Regions from separate parts of the Rattus norvegicus genome. Here regions 2, 3 and 4 are each linked to region 1. Evidence: chromatin contacts called from public Hi-C data. All regions are on one chromosome and are shown on one strand. The core of a region is the stretch at or near the end of the contact, and the rest is flanking DNA. Distances in the headings are between cores, read along the strand shown. Region 1 overlaps LOC102548061 (a long non-coding RNA gene). Region 2 overlaps Tcf4 (transcription factor 4). Region 3 has its middle 150 kb from the start of Tcf4. Region 4 has its middle 200 kb from the start of Tcf4.

Region 1 (3,067 bases), core at 218-2,717:
TTTACACGGGTTGGCCAAGAAGGTGGAAGTGAGGTGACACCTGACGAGGATGAATTTGATGTCAGAGGCCTATGTGACATCTGGGAGAAGAAAGTCTGGAGAGCAACCACAGTCAGCAGGAAGGCTGGAGCTGGGAGTGTCCGGGAGCTCACTGAGAAGCGGCAGCTGGGCCTGTGTGACCGCAAGCCAAATGAACTGAAGAGGAGCAAGGGTGTGGTTCTGGGCCAGGTCAGGGAGCTTAGTGAGTCCTTGCTAGGATCTGCTTTTGCTCTGACCAAAATTCGGAAGCAGCAAGCAGCATAGGGGCTGGGCAGTGGGGTGTTAAATGACTTTAGCAGCTGCTCCTTTGAGCACACATTCAAATGAGATGGGAGCCCCCTCCCCCGATAGGAGTCCATTGCAACAGCACAAGTGCTTCCAGTCAGTCTATAGTAACCTCACTTCATGCCTATTCCACCGTAGAACGTGGTTAACTACTGTAGTAGCATCAAGGATGCCAGAGCCAAGGAACCTTGAAAATATCCATTGTTCTTAAGATCTAGAGCCAACCTGAACTTCCGGATCATTATAAGTCATGAGCCAGTGTCTGGATTCACATCCTCCTAACACACATCACCAGGAGAAAGCTGAAATACTTTCTCTGTTGTGGGCTAGATTGTTATCTATTTGAGGTCGAAAGCTGGCTTTCTGTAATCATTAGAATGTTGTCTACAATGCCTCTGGAGAGGAAACAGAGGGATACAAATAGGGCTTGTTTTGTAAAAAGGGTCTTTAGAAACATGAGGTGACTGGGGAAAGTGTTCAATACATCTAATTCTTCGTGAGAAAAAAACAAAACAAAACAAACAAACAAAAACATTGAAGTGGTTGATGACAACAGATTTTACATACTTAACTTCCAGACAAGACAGGTCACAACTGTGCACTGGTGGATAAGTGAACTTCTCCCTGTGCCTCAGGCACACAAACCCCAGGAAGGAGGCAGAGTGGCTCTGGGGACAGTGAGATGCCTGGGGAGACACCTCAGAATAGCCCCCCAAGCATCTATGACACTGGGGATGCCCTTTGCCAAGAAAAGACGGCGGTCAAGAATCCAGGTAAACAGTGGGGCTCTTAACTCTCCCACACTCAATGTAAGCCTTTCTCTTTAGGCAGCAGAAAGAAATATCAAACACATCCAAAAAAAAAAAAAAAAAAAAAAACCACGTATGATTTAACCAAACTCTAGATAGAAAGATATCATGAAGGCCTTTGCTGGGTTCACATGGACTTATTTTATCTAGAAAACTGGGCTTGTTAATAGCTCAAGGCCTTGGGTAAGAGCAAGCCAAGTCATATCACAGCTGTAATTCTCTTCTTCAGCACACAGACTATGTGGAAATATTTTATTTTGCTTTTATCAGTCTCCGGAGTTCATGTGATGTACTTCAAGAGCCAGCCATTCTCTGGGGCTTATGGTCTTGGCAGATGCCGCGGCGACCGTTAGAAGGTCAAACAAGTCCCACTTCCGCCCCCTCAGACCAGCTGGGATCATCCATTCCCAGACTGACTTTCGTTCCCTGAGTTAGCCTTGAGGCTCTGTCCTCTAAGAAAATGCAGCATAGCCAGATGATTTTCACCTGAGCTAGTCTCTGCCTTCCCTTTTAGGATTGTCATGAGGTCAGTTTTTGATTAGCAGAAGGCCAAATATTCCTGTCGCCTTGGAAATGCTGAGATATCCAAAGCCACGAAGTCTCTTCTTCCTCTTCTCTCCCGAGCAGTCCTACACAGCAGCACAATTCCGGTGGAGTCCACTGGGTTCCCTAGATTAGGCAAACTCGACTGTTTGGTTGGTACTTTCTCGAACACACACTGTCTACTCTTTGCTTGACGTCTTCTCGGCTGATTAAATCTTCCCCATCATGGAGTACAGAATTAAACAGAATTGCACATTGTTGCTCACTACCATAGAGTGTAGATCTGGGAATCCGAGAGGCCACACAGCCTGAACTTCTACTCCAGAGACAGATTCTCTTTACCGTGTCTTCCCACTGAGAAGACATCTATTCTATTTGTACTTAAGCCGTTCCCGTGACAAGACTCACACACAAACACACACACACACACACACACACACATACACACAGACATACACACACACAGATACACACACACAGAGACCCACACACACACAGAAACACACACACACACAGACACATACACAGACACACAGACACACACACACATACACACATACACATACACATACACAGACACACACACAAATACACACACAGAGACCACACACACATACACAGACACACACACACAAATACACACACACAGACCACACACACACACACATACAGATACACACACACACACACACTGCTCAGTAAGGAACTGACTTAAAGAGTGGGCTATTTCTTTTAGAAAGATCCTTGACAGAGTCACCCTATCTCTCCAGCTTCGCCCCATGTCCCAAAATTACTTCAACTAGTAGAACTCAACGACTCAGGATGAACATTCTCCTCTTTCTCCCAATACCCCTCTTGTCGTTGTTCCTTTTTCTGTCTCATTTGATCAAAGCCCCCTGTGAAGACTTGGAGACCTTGTAGCTCACGAGTCTGTGTCAATCAAGGATAAGGTTGGGATGACCTAACATGGGGACTCCCGATCAGACTCCAACTCAAAGAGGACATCTTCCTTGTGTGACTCCGGCTCTGTAGCTGATCACATTTTCTAAAAGTTTCTAACATGTTCCTTAAAGTTAAGACACGGGGAGTATTTCATACAAAGCCCTCAAAGGAAATAGCTACCTGCCTGGATTAACTACACAATCAGGAAAACACTTGGAAGTTTCTGCACTTAAACGCAGACGGACTACGGCATTTAAGCATGCTCTTACTGCCATCTCGTGGTCATAACTGGAAGCACATCCCACATTCAAAATCTGCAGAGGAGGTTCGAGGCTCAGGGGGTCACATGGGAATCGTCTGATTTTTCTCTTTGAACCTTTTATTTGGTAAAGCTGTACCTTAAGTTTATTTTCCAATCCACTACGCATATCTTTACTTTAGCCGTCATC
Region 2 (3,067 bases), core at 277-2,776, 920 kb before region 1:
CTGCCGTGAACCTGAGCTAATTCAGCACCACAGACCGCAACCGACGTGGGAGGAGACCCAAGGCAGAAAAAAAAGACTGAAGGACTTGCTGACAGGTAATCTTCAAACTCTTTTGCTGAACCTTTAGGATAGTAGTTTACAAACCAAACAAAAGTAAATGGCTGTATGACTGACGGACTGTAGCTGGCAGAAAGCAAAAGGGTAAAGGGGGGTGGGGGGGATCTACTGTCCTCTCTCCTGGGTCTACAAGCTCCAAAGCAGACCGTTCTCTTCTGAAGCTGCCCGACATCCGTACATACTCAAGGAAATCTATGGCTACTGAGATGTTAAGTATCTAATCTTGGTGTATGGTTTGGTATGGGTACGAAAAATCAATTTGGTTTAATAAAAATGGAGTTTAGAATTGTGCCCCTTGTAGAAACATCACCACAATCCAACACACTCTGATTCGGCACACAGAGCCCAGAGGCAACTGTAGCAAGCTGTATACTTGTGGTGTCAGTAATATGGACAAAGACTCAGCCAGTGGAGCCGTATCCTTAACCAACCACTATCATAACCTTCGGTGGTTTTTACAGCCTCCCTGAGATGCTTACAGGGAAACTGTCTAACAGGATGAAACCTTGACAACGTGTTGGAACCCCCACTTTGGATCTTCACCTGTCTGTTGCTCAGAGTCCACACAAAGTCAACAGCAGTAAAAATGTCCCGTGGACCTCGCTTTGGCATCAGTAATGACTGAGGTAAAATGTCTTCCTCTCTAAGTTTCTCCAGGAAATTTGTATCTAATTAGTGACCAACTTTGAATTCCCGAAAGACTCTGAGTCACTGGCATGTGGTCTCCTGCTACCTCAGCATCTTTTGACTCCTTTATGTTTCCCTTTTCTGATTCTCTTGTCCCTGGAGCAATGAAACCTCACTCTTCAATACAATAAATAAATACATAAATACATTAAAAATAAACACACACACACATACACACACACACACACACACACACACAAACATATCTCCTTTTGGAAGCATGTGGCCTTTAAAACGAAATACTTTATTTTTAGATAGTTTTCATTTTCATGATATCGATAACCTTTTAGAGTTTCAATTCTCACAGAATCACACAGCTCTATCTTTCACTCTTCCCCCATGATGCTCACCCATGAGAGAATGGAGATCATTGAATCCACGGTTTCTTTTCTTTCTTTTTTGGTTAGAGGAGTAGAACAGACAGGCAGAGGCAAAGTCTCCTTGCCCTTAAGTCCCCATCAGACACAGCACACAATCTAATCCCCTCTCAGATGTCATCTTTAAAATATCGGGACAGTATTTTAGTCCTTGTAGGTTTTGATCGACTTTCAAGGCAGTCTTACCTAGATGTTTCCTGCAGAGTAAAATCTCCACAGGGACTCAGAGGAAAATGATCACTAACATTAGGAAGGCAAACCAGAAACAGTCTAGTGAGGGCTGCAGTCAAGAAAGGGAAGTAAAGGGCCAATGCTTCCGCGGGCCAGACTGTCACCAGCACCAAACACTAGCAGGGCACGCAACGTTTCAACTACCTAGAACATTCCAGAGCCCTCAACAGTGCTGGGTTAGTCTGTAACAGTCTCTTTGTGGCACGCATGCTAGAACTCGGGCTTACAAAAGAACCCGTTCAGAGCACCGTCTGGCTGCCATGCTCCCAGGTGAGGAGAACAGTTTCCCAGATACCCCACGGATTTCAAGAGAACAAAGCTTCGAGTTTGACAGCTCCAGGAATAGCAACCAGTCAGGGCGAAATGGGTCTATTAACAAGACGCAAACTCGGTCCTGCAGATATCAAATCTTTCTGCAGCCAGGTCAGTACCAATACCGAGGGGAAACTGTGGAGACCTGTACAAAGGAGGTAAGTGAGAAAAAAACTGGGAAAGGAAACGGGTCGGTGGGAAGGAGGGAGGCTGTACCGAACGAAAACTGCGCTGGGTATCTTGGCTCTGCACACTTAAGGTTTCTCTGCACTCTTTTTAGAACGAGTGGGGGCTGGGGACCCAAAGCGATGAAAGAGTTATTTATGAACAGACGGGACACCAGGATGGGGTGGTAAGAAAGCTATGGAGGAGTGTCTGGACTTGTGGATAAAGGAGGAAGCAGACATATGGGGAAATCTATATAGAAGAAACAGGGAGAGTGAAGAAGAGGCTAAACCAGGCAGATGGCTGGACTGTAAAGGAATAACATTATGCGGGGGTCTAAAGAAAGGGAGGTGGCCCCAGGAGGGGGAATAGAGAAGGGGGGGAAAAAGGGGTCAGGAGGTGACTGCTTAGAAAGTTGTTTAGAAGTTGCAAAAATTAGATATGGTTAAAAATATTTTTAAGTATATTTAAAAGCCAGTAGAAAAAACGGATACTTTTAAAAAGTTACTCACATGGAAAACATTGTTTCAAATTATCAGCAAGGCTTTTTTTAAAAAAGAAACTGGAATGTTAGGAAATTATAACTAATAAAAACTAAGGCTGTTGAAAAGCGTCTTCTAGAAAGAGACATTGTGTGGGATTTTTGACTAGATTGTAAGTGGTGGTCCCTGGCGAGCTTTTTGCGAGCTGAATGGGCTCACTCTCAGTACGAGGGCTTCTTCTTTAGTCTAACTCCCACCAGAGAGTAAGTTATTTGCATCCAGCCCTGGGTGCAAAGCCTGGGTCTTGTTAATCTCTATAGCCCTGGTATTTAACACTAGGTTTGGCATAGACAAAGAAGTCCCACCAGAACCAGAGAATGGAGGTAGAAAAGTAATTTAAAGTAACTTTATGAATTCCAAGAAAGATCTCAATGTGAGGGGTTGGGGATTTAGCTCAGTGGTAGAGCGTTTGCCTAGCAAGCACAAGGCTCTGGGTTCGGTCCCCAGCTCCGATAAAAAGAAAAAAAAAAAGAAAAAAAAAGATCTCAATGTGAAATAAAGCTTTCGAAAGCACAGTTTTGACATAAAGACAAAAATGGAGCTATAAATGCATACATCTAAATCATATGCATATACATTAGAATAATTATTCTACTAATGTCGCCAGTTCGCTTGTATATGGCACTCCTATTCTTC
Region 3 (3,067 bases), core at 378-2,877, 720 kb before region 1:
TGCTTTTGTAAATGTCACAACAACCTTGCAGGAGTTTTTACTTGCTTCCCTTTACAGACAGGGGTGCTGAATCCCAGAGGGGTTGAGACAGCTGATCTTGGTCACATAGACAGGGTTGAAATTCACAGCCCATTTTAAAAGTTCTGTCATTCTTGTTGGCTGGAGTTCATGAGTCCCCTTCCAACCCTAAAGGTAGTTTAATCTAATCCCCCAACTAAAAATCAAATTGTTCTTAACGTTTGAAAAAGTCCAAACTCCTTCTGTTTTCAATTTGGTTTCTTGGAGAATATTGGTGTGTGTGTGTCTGTCCTGTTCTAACTGGCCACTCTATCAGTTTCGACATAATCCCACAAAGTGATTAGGAGCTATTCAGTTTTCTCAAATTGTCACACTTATGCCCGACCACTAAATAGATGATATATATATATATATGTATATATATCTATATATATATATATATTTCTCTAAGCTTAAATACTACTCCCTTCCCAAGAGAATTGATTTCCCAGCTTCCCACTGCAATAACAGCAACAGCAATGACAACAGCAACAGCAAAGACAACAACAGGGAGGTTCCAGGAAGTGTCCCTTAATCAGCCCCAATGCTAGGCTACTCGTTATAGGCCCTCGGGCAATTTAACTGTGAGACACACGTTTTTCATCTGTAAACACCCAAGTTAAAAATATCATCCTACCTCTAGGGTTGGGGGGGGGGGAGAAGTAAATGAGATTACATAACTAAAACTTTATAACGTGAGTGGGGGCGGGGCTGGTCCCGGAAGTGCGCATCTTTGTTGCCCTCCTTTGGGTTTTCCGTAGTTCTTCATTTAAAGGTCTACGGGTTTTCTTTGTTTCCCGAATTCACCTTAGATTTCTCACCCCCAACTTTCCTAAGAAACCCCCGCTTTTCAATCCTGGTCTTGCAGTCTCCATTTCCACCTTGAGCTAAAATTCAAGACTTAGTAAGAAGGGGGGACAGCTGCTTTGGAGAGCAGCTTTTTAATCCGGGATGGTTTCTGGAGACCCCCGCTGTGACAGGGTGCTGAGGGGGCCACCTCCCCGAGTGAAAAACTAGGCCAAGTTTTAGGTGACGGAGTTGCTTCTGTCGAACATTACACAGGCAGCTCGGTAACAGATCTTTTTTACCCTATAGTATTTAATGGAAACACTTTGTCAGACTCGATAACAAGAAATTGTTCTTACTGGCTACCAGCAACCCCTCCCAAATCAGGAAGTTAAAAAATCCTGCATCTTGGGAAGAGGCGAGGAACCCAGTTCATTACCAACATTTTAAGGCTCTAAATTATGTGTTCAGAAAATGTCCCCTCCTTCCTGATCCCGTGATTGAAAGATTCCAGACGCCCCGCCAGGATACTTTCTTTGCAGTGGTTCTGGTCTCTGGCCAGGGGCCCCAGACACCTTGGGGCTGCATTGTCAGCCTTGTCGCACCCAGGACAGACTCCCTAAAAAAAGGCGCGAGTGCAGAAGGGCAGCCCCGGGTTGGGAGACGGGTTGGCCGCTCGGATTCCGAGCTGAGCTTTCGTTTCCCGTAGGTCAGAAGGCGCGGTGGGTGGGGGCACGGGTGATCATCACGCTGTCCCCAAGCCCTGCTGCGTCCCCCGCCCCCAGAGTCTCCACGAAATTTTGCCGCACTGATGTATGCGTCTCGGGTTTGTTAGGACCGTTAAGTCTCCGATGTTCAAACCCCGAAAAAAAAAAGTGTGGGCCAGACGGAGGGCTGGTGCGGGGATTCACCCATCCCGTGTCCCCCGCCAGCTCCTGTGTTCGGGCGGCCCTGCGCTTGGCTGTGTCTTCTCTGCAGAAGCCTGACTATCCGCGCTCTTCCGAGCATCCCTCCCGCTCGATCGCCTCGGCCACGGTGACTGTGCCCCCACGGGCCCTGAGCCCCCCGCGAGCCACTGTAGTGGACCCATTTGGAGCTCCCCGCTCCACCTGGCGCCCGCGGTCCCCCATCGCCCAACCCCCTGGTTCCCGGCCTTGGGTGCTGTCTCCGACCTCGCCCGGCCTCTTCCGCGCAGATCTAGTCACCGTGCGACACGGGGACTCTCGAGGCCGCGATCCCTGTGGGCCCAGCCAATCCAGCAGGGGAAAATCCACCCGGGAAGAGACACCCCCCCCAATCCCCGCGCTTCCCCGCACCCCCCAACACACACCCCATCATCTTATTTATTAGTAATTCCACCGGCTCCGCCGTGATTCATCTCTTAGGTTGTGATGGTTCAAAGTTTAGACTTGGGACCTAAAGGACGTCTTTTATAATCTTACAAGGAACGGTAGTTGGGGAAAGAGAAACCTGACACAGAACGGATTTTTAACCTAGTGAGAAAGACTTGATCTCTGTGACCAAGGTTTTTTCATTTTCCTCCCAGAATCTCAACGAATGATCCATAAATTAAAACTTAAAACAATTATAGTCCACTTGCCTCGAAGCATGGGGCTGCGGGCCAGCCCCGTGAAGCATGTTTGAGGGCTATCAGGAGATTGAAATTTAGGATTAGAACTCCACCTTTAAAGCCTTGCGCTGAGGGCTGTGTGTGTGTGTGTGGTGGGGGGTGAGGTATCAGAACAGGCTTCAGTCTTCTCTGACTCTCATCTTAGGACTCCTCACTTCAGAGAAACTGGCAGGAAGTCCGAGGTGTAGGGATTATGCAGCCCTTGTGCATGCTTGGTGCTACAATCCTGCTCACTGATGTAGGTAGATACAGTTAAGTCAGTTACAGGTTTTAAGTTTCTGCACCTTTCCTCGTGCTTTCAATCCTGGGCGAAGGGGGCCGGGGATGGGGGAACCGACAAATAATTCTTTTCCTTAAATAGAACAAAAGAGTCTATCCAAGGGATCAATGTGGAGATTGATAGACACTACCTCCCTCATGCCAGATCCCTCCCGTTGTCCTCCTGCGCGATTGCAAGTGGAGTGTTCTGGAAACTGCCCTTTCCATTGTACGAAGGACACCCCGCAACACACACCAATCTTTCCCTCCCTTCCTCCTCCTCCTCCTCCTCCTCCTCCTCCTCCTCCTCCTCCTCCTCCTCCTCCTCCTCTTCCT
Region 4 (3,067 bases), core at 412-2,911, 670 kb before region 1:
TTGCTGGCCCCAAAGTGAATTTTGAATGAAGGGAATACCAAAAGCTGAGAAACTTTTAAAAAAGGGTCTAAACATTGAATTTTTCATGACCTTTTCCTTCAAGAGTTACTCAGAAATCCGGGCTCAAACTTTCCAAAATAAAAATTTCTTTGGCTTGCAACTAAAGCATAATAATTTTTTTTCCGTTTAAAGAGAAGCTGTTGGAGAACATGCATTGGACATTTTTTTTTAAAACAAGAGAGAAAAGAAAGAAACCAGAGCACTAAAACAGAGCCCTAGCTGCTGCTTAAGTCAGGGTTCCTAATTTCTGGAAGCTGGGACCACAGTGGCTTGATTTCTTTTAGTGGCTTGATTTTTGACTCCTTCATCTCAGAAAAAAAAATTCCTGTGTTCAGACCTGTAAAAGCCCTTGCGTGTCAGTGAGTATACTGCCAGGTATGATTTATCTAGAAGGACGAAAGGGACTCGGATGGACACAACAGAAAATACGATTTTTAACGGCGCGACGTAGAAGTCACTCGTGGGAAGCCTAGTAGGCAGGTGGAAGAGGAGCAAACTTTTAGGCCATGGCCACTTCCTTTAGATGTCCCTGCAAATGATTCTAAGGGCAAGCATAACATTGAGCTGATGGGAGCAGAGACACTAGCAACAAGCAGAGGGAGCTTTTTGGATGAGAAAGGGGGAAGAAAGCGATTGGAAAATGTTGCGAGCATTCTGTTCATGTTGTTACTTAGTGCAGTCTTGTCTCCCCAGCCCACTAGTCTGGAACAAAAGTCAGTCTCAAACATAACAACAGACACTGGGGAGCGCGCCAGCAAAAGATCACCTCCCAAAGAACAGGATGGTGCTGGGGACTAATGCCAGCCAGCCCCAGGAAACAGAAAGCCCGAGGCTGCGAGCCAGGCTCCACAGCGTCTCCTTGCTGCAGAGGCCTGAACCGCAGGGGATGGGAGGGGACTTGAGGCTGGACTTCAGGGGGGCCACGAGGTATCCTGCATTCTTCTCTTGCTTCCCCGGGGCTGGCTAAGGCACAGAAACGATTGACAGAAAAACACAAGCATAACCGAGCCACCAGTAAAGAAAACACGGCGGACCAACTTGGCGGAATGGTTAAGTAGTTAATTGTCGCCTCAACTTTGCACATTTCATCATAATGAATCTCAAGTGGTGCGTGAGGTCGAAAGCCAAGGCCCGAGCTGGGTGGCCAGAACTCACCTAGAAACACCTGGGTGTTGGTGGCCAATTTGAAATCCCAGGGCGGGGAGGCAGAGACAGGCAGATCCCTTGGGATCACTGGCTAGCTAGCTTAGCCTAGTAGACAGCACCATCCAAAGAATTGGCATCCCCCGCCCCCAACGCACACACATTGAATCTCAAGCAATGGACAGCTGGAGAAGTCATTTTATCTCTGCTTGCTACCGAATTGCACAGTGCAGACAGAACTATCTCATGACCCCTTCTCTGCCCAGCCCTTTGATTGATTCCATTTAGTACCTGGTCATGGCTGGGCTTTTTGCCAGGTATTGTGAGACTAGAATCAGCGCCTGACCCGTGCCTTGACACAACCCACTTCCGGATGCATCCGTGCTCTCAATAGAAGTATAATATTCCGGCAGAAGGGTGGGGCTCGCCTGTGGCTCCCAGGAGAGTTCTGTAGCTCTGCCGGCATGACATGGAGGCCGAGGCTCTTGACATTAGCACATGGTCAGAAGAGGGCAAGCGCTCAGCTGTTACTTTAAAAAAAAAAAATGGTTTCTGGTCTCTGCGTTTTGCCAGAAAAACCAGTCTGCTTTAGATTCGTTCTTTTCCCAAGTTCCTATTTTGACTCAGTGACAGTCTTGGAGTCAGCACTGACAATGTGATTGTTCTCGGTCCCAAATTCCCTGGTGGTAACGCAGCCTTATCAAATTATTTATCTAACCCTTCTGCTTCCTTCCTTCCCACCAACTGGTGAGCCGATTAACCAGTCCTGGTTCCACCCGCAAGCATTTCTGAACCCTGTCGCTCCCTCAGTCTCAGCTGGCTGTCTCTGTTGTATCTGCTAAGTCCCATCCCTCCTCCTCCTCCTGCTCCGTACAGAACTAGCCCCGCAAACTGTCTACCCCCTTCCAGATCAGCCACTTCACTGCGTTACTCCACCGTTCAGAAACCCAACATGTTCTCCCACCGCAAACAGAATAAGACCTTAACACTTTGGCATATTCTACGATGCCAAAATCCTTTTCAAAATACTGAAACAGATACCACCACTGAAAGGATACAGATGGCAGATAACCCCGAAGATGCTCAATCGTCAGTCATCCGGAAACACGAATCTGAACCCTGTGACGTCAGCCCTCAGTCTCGAAGGACTCAAGAGGCCGAGGCGGGAGGATCTCTGGGAGTTTGACATAGGAAAGCCAGAGCTTGTCCCTAAGACAAACAAATCACCAACAAAGATCACCACAGCAAGAGGGGGTAGAGGAAGTGGAGGTCTTATGCTTCTCGGGGTTGGGCTAACGGATGTAGTCACTAGAGCAAACAGTCAGCTTCTTAAAAAGGTAAAATTATCCTCGCCATACTGCTCAGCCATACTCCATGTGTGAGGTCTTCCCCAAGAGAAAGGAAAGGGTCTGTCTAGGGAAAGCCCCGTATAGAACATTCATGGGAGTTCGTTCTGAATAATGAGAAACTGGAAACAATCTGGACACTCGTCAAGAAACAAATGTTTCAAACTTGTGACAGGGTCACATGATTGGTGGAACATCTAAGAGGAAGCAGTGAATGAATATAAATACACAAAACAAGGTAAATGTATAAAAACAGTGTACATATACAGATACATTGAATAAAATAGGCAAACAAGTGTGGACAATTTCTATGAGTTTAGGGCGGCCACACAAACTACCACAGACCAAGTGGCTCTAACAGTGGAAGCTTACTATTATGCAGTGCTGACAGAGTTGATTTCTTTAGTCCTCCTTTTTTCTTTTTGATTTGTAGATAGCCATCTCCTCCAGTCCCTTCATTGAGCCTCCCCTCTGTACTTAACTGTGTCCAAACAGCTTTAGAAGAACCCCAGTCAGCT

Evidence for each region. Hi-C and Micro-C count contacts between places; a contact is called where the count stands out from the background.
Region 2: a Hi-C map of psoas muscle shows a contact between it and region 1, with 3 times the contacts expected there. The contact joins two enhancer-like sites. A contact is called at or near these places in 2 of 12 Hi-C or Micro-C datasets (liver and psoas muscle).
Region 3: a contact with region 1 is called in a Hi-C map of Schwann cells, with 11 times the contacts expected there. The contact joins two enhancer-like sites. A contact is called at or near these places in 6 of 12 Hi-C or Micro-C datasets (the A7r5 cell line, Schwann cells, frontal cortex and 3 more).
Region 4: a Hi-C map of psoas muscle shows a contact between it and region 1, with 5 times the contacts expected there. The contact joins two enhancer-like sites. A contact is called at or near these places in 2 of 12 Hi-C or Micro-C datasets (prefrontal cortex and psoas muscle).

What each region holds. Positions count from the first base shown.
Region 1 is chr18:64,349,046-64,352,112 of GRCr8, reverse strand. The region is part of intron 1 of LOC102548061 (a long non-coding RNA gene); the gene reads right to left. Among named protein-coding and RNA genes, the nearest start is that of Mc2r, 60 kb to the right of the region's middle. Within about 2 kb of position 1,467, at least 10 of the 93 cell types and tissues checked have an H3K27ac peak or open chromatin away from gene starts, as enhancers often do.
Region 2 is chr18:65,269,455-65,272,521 of GRCr8, reverse strand. All of the region lies in intron 2 of Tcf4 (transcription factor 4), which reads right to left. Among named protein-coding and RNA genes, the nearest start is that of Tcf4, 51 kb to the right of the region's middle. Within about 2 kb of position 1,526, at least 11 of the 93 cell types and tissues checked have an H3K27ac peak or open chromatin away from gene starts, as enhancers often do.
Region 3 is chr18:65,068,276-65,071,342 of GRCr8, reverse strand. No RefSeq gene overlaps it. Among named protein-coding and RNA genes, the nearest start is that of Tcf4, 150 kb to the left of the region's middle. Within about 2 kb of position 1,627, at least 38 of the 93 cell types and tissues checked have an H3K27ac peak or open chromatin away from gene starts, as enhancers often do.
Region 4 is chr18:65,021,460-65,024,526 of GRCr8, reverse strand. No RefSeq gene overlaps it. Among named protein-coding and RNA genes, the nearest start is that of Tcf4, 200 kb to the left of the region's middle. Within about 2 kb of position 1,661, at least 7 of the 93 cell types and tissues checked have an H3K27ac peak or open chromatin away from gene starts, as enhancers often do.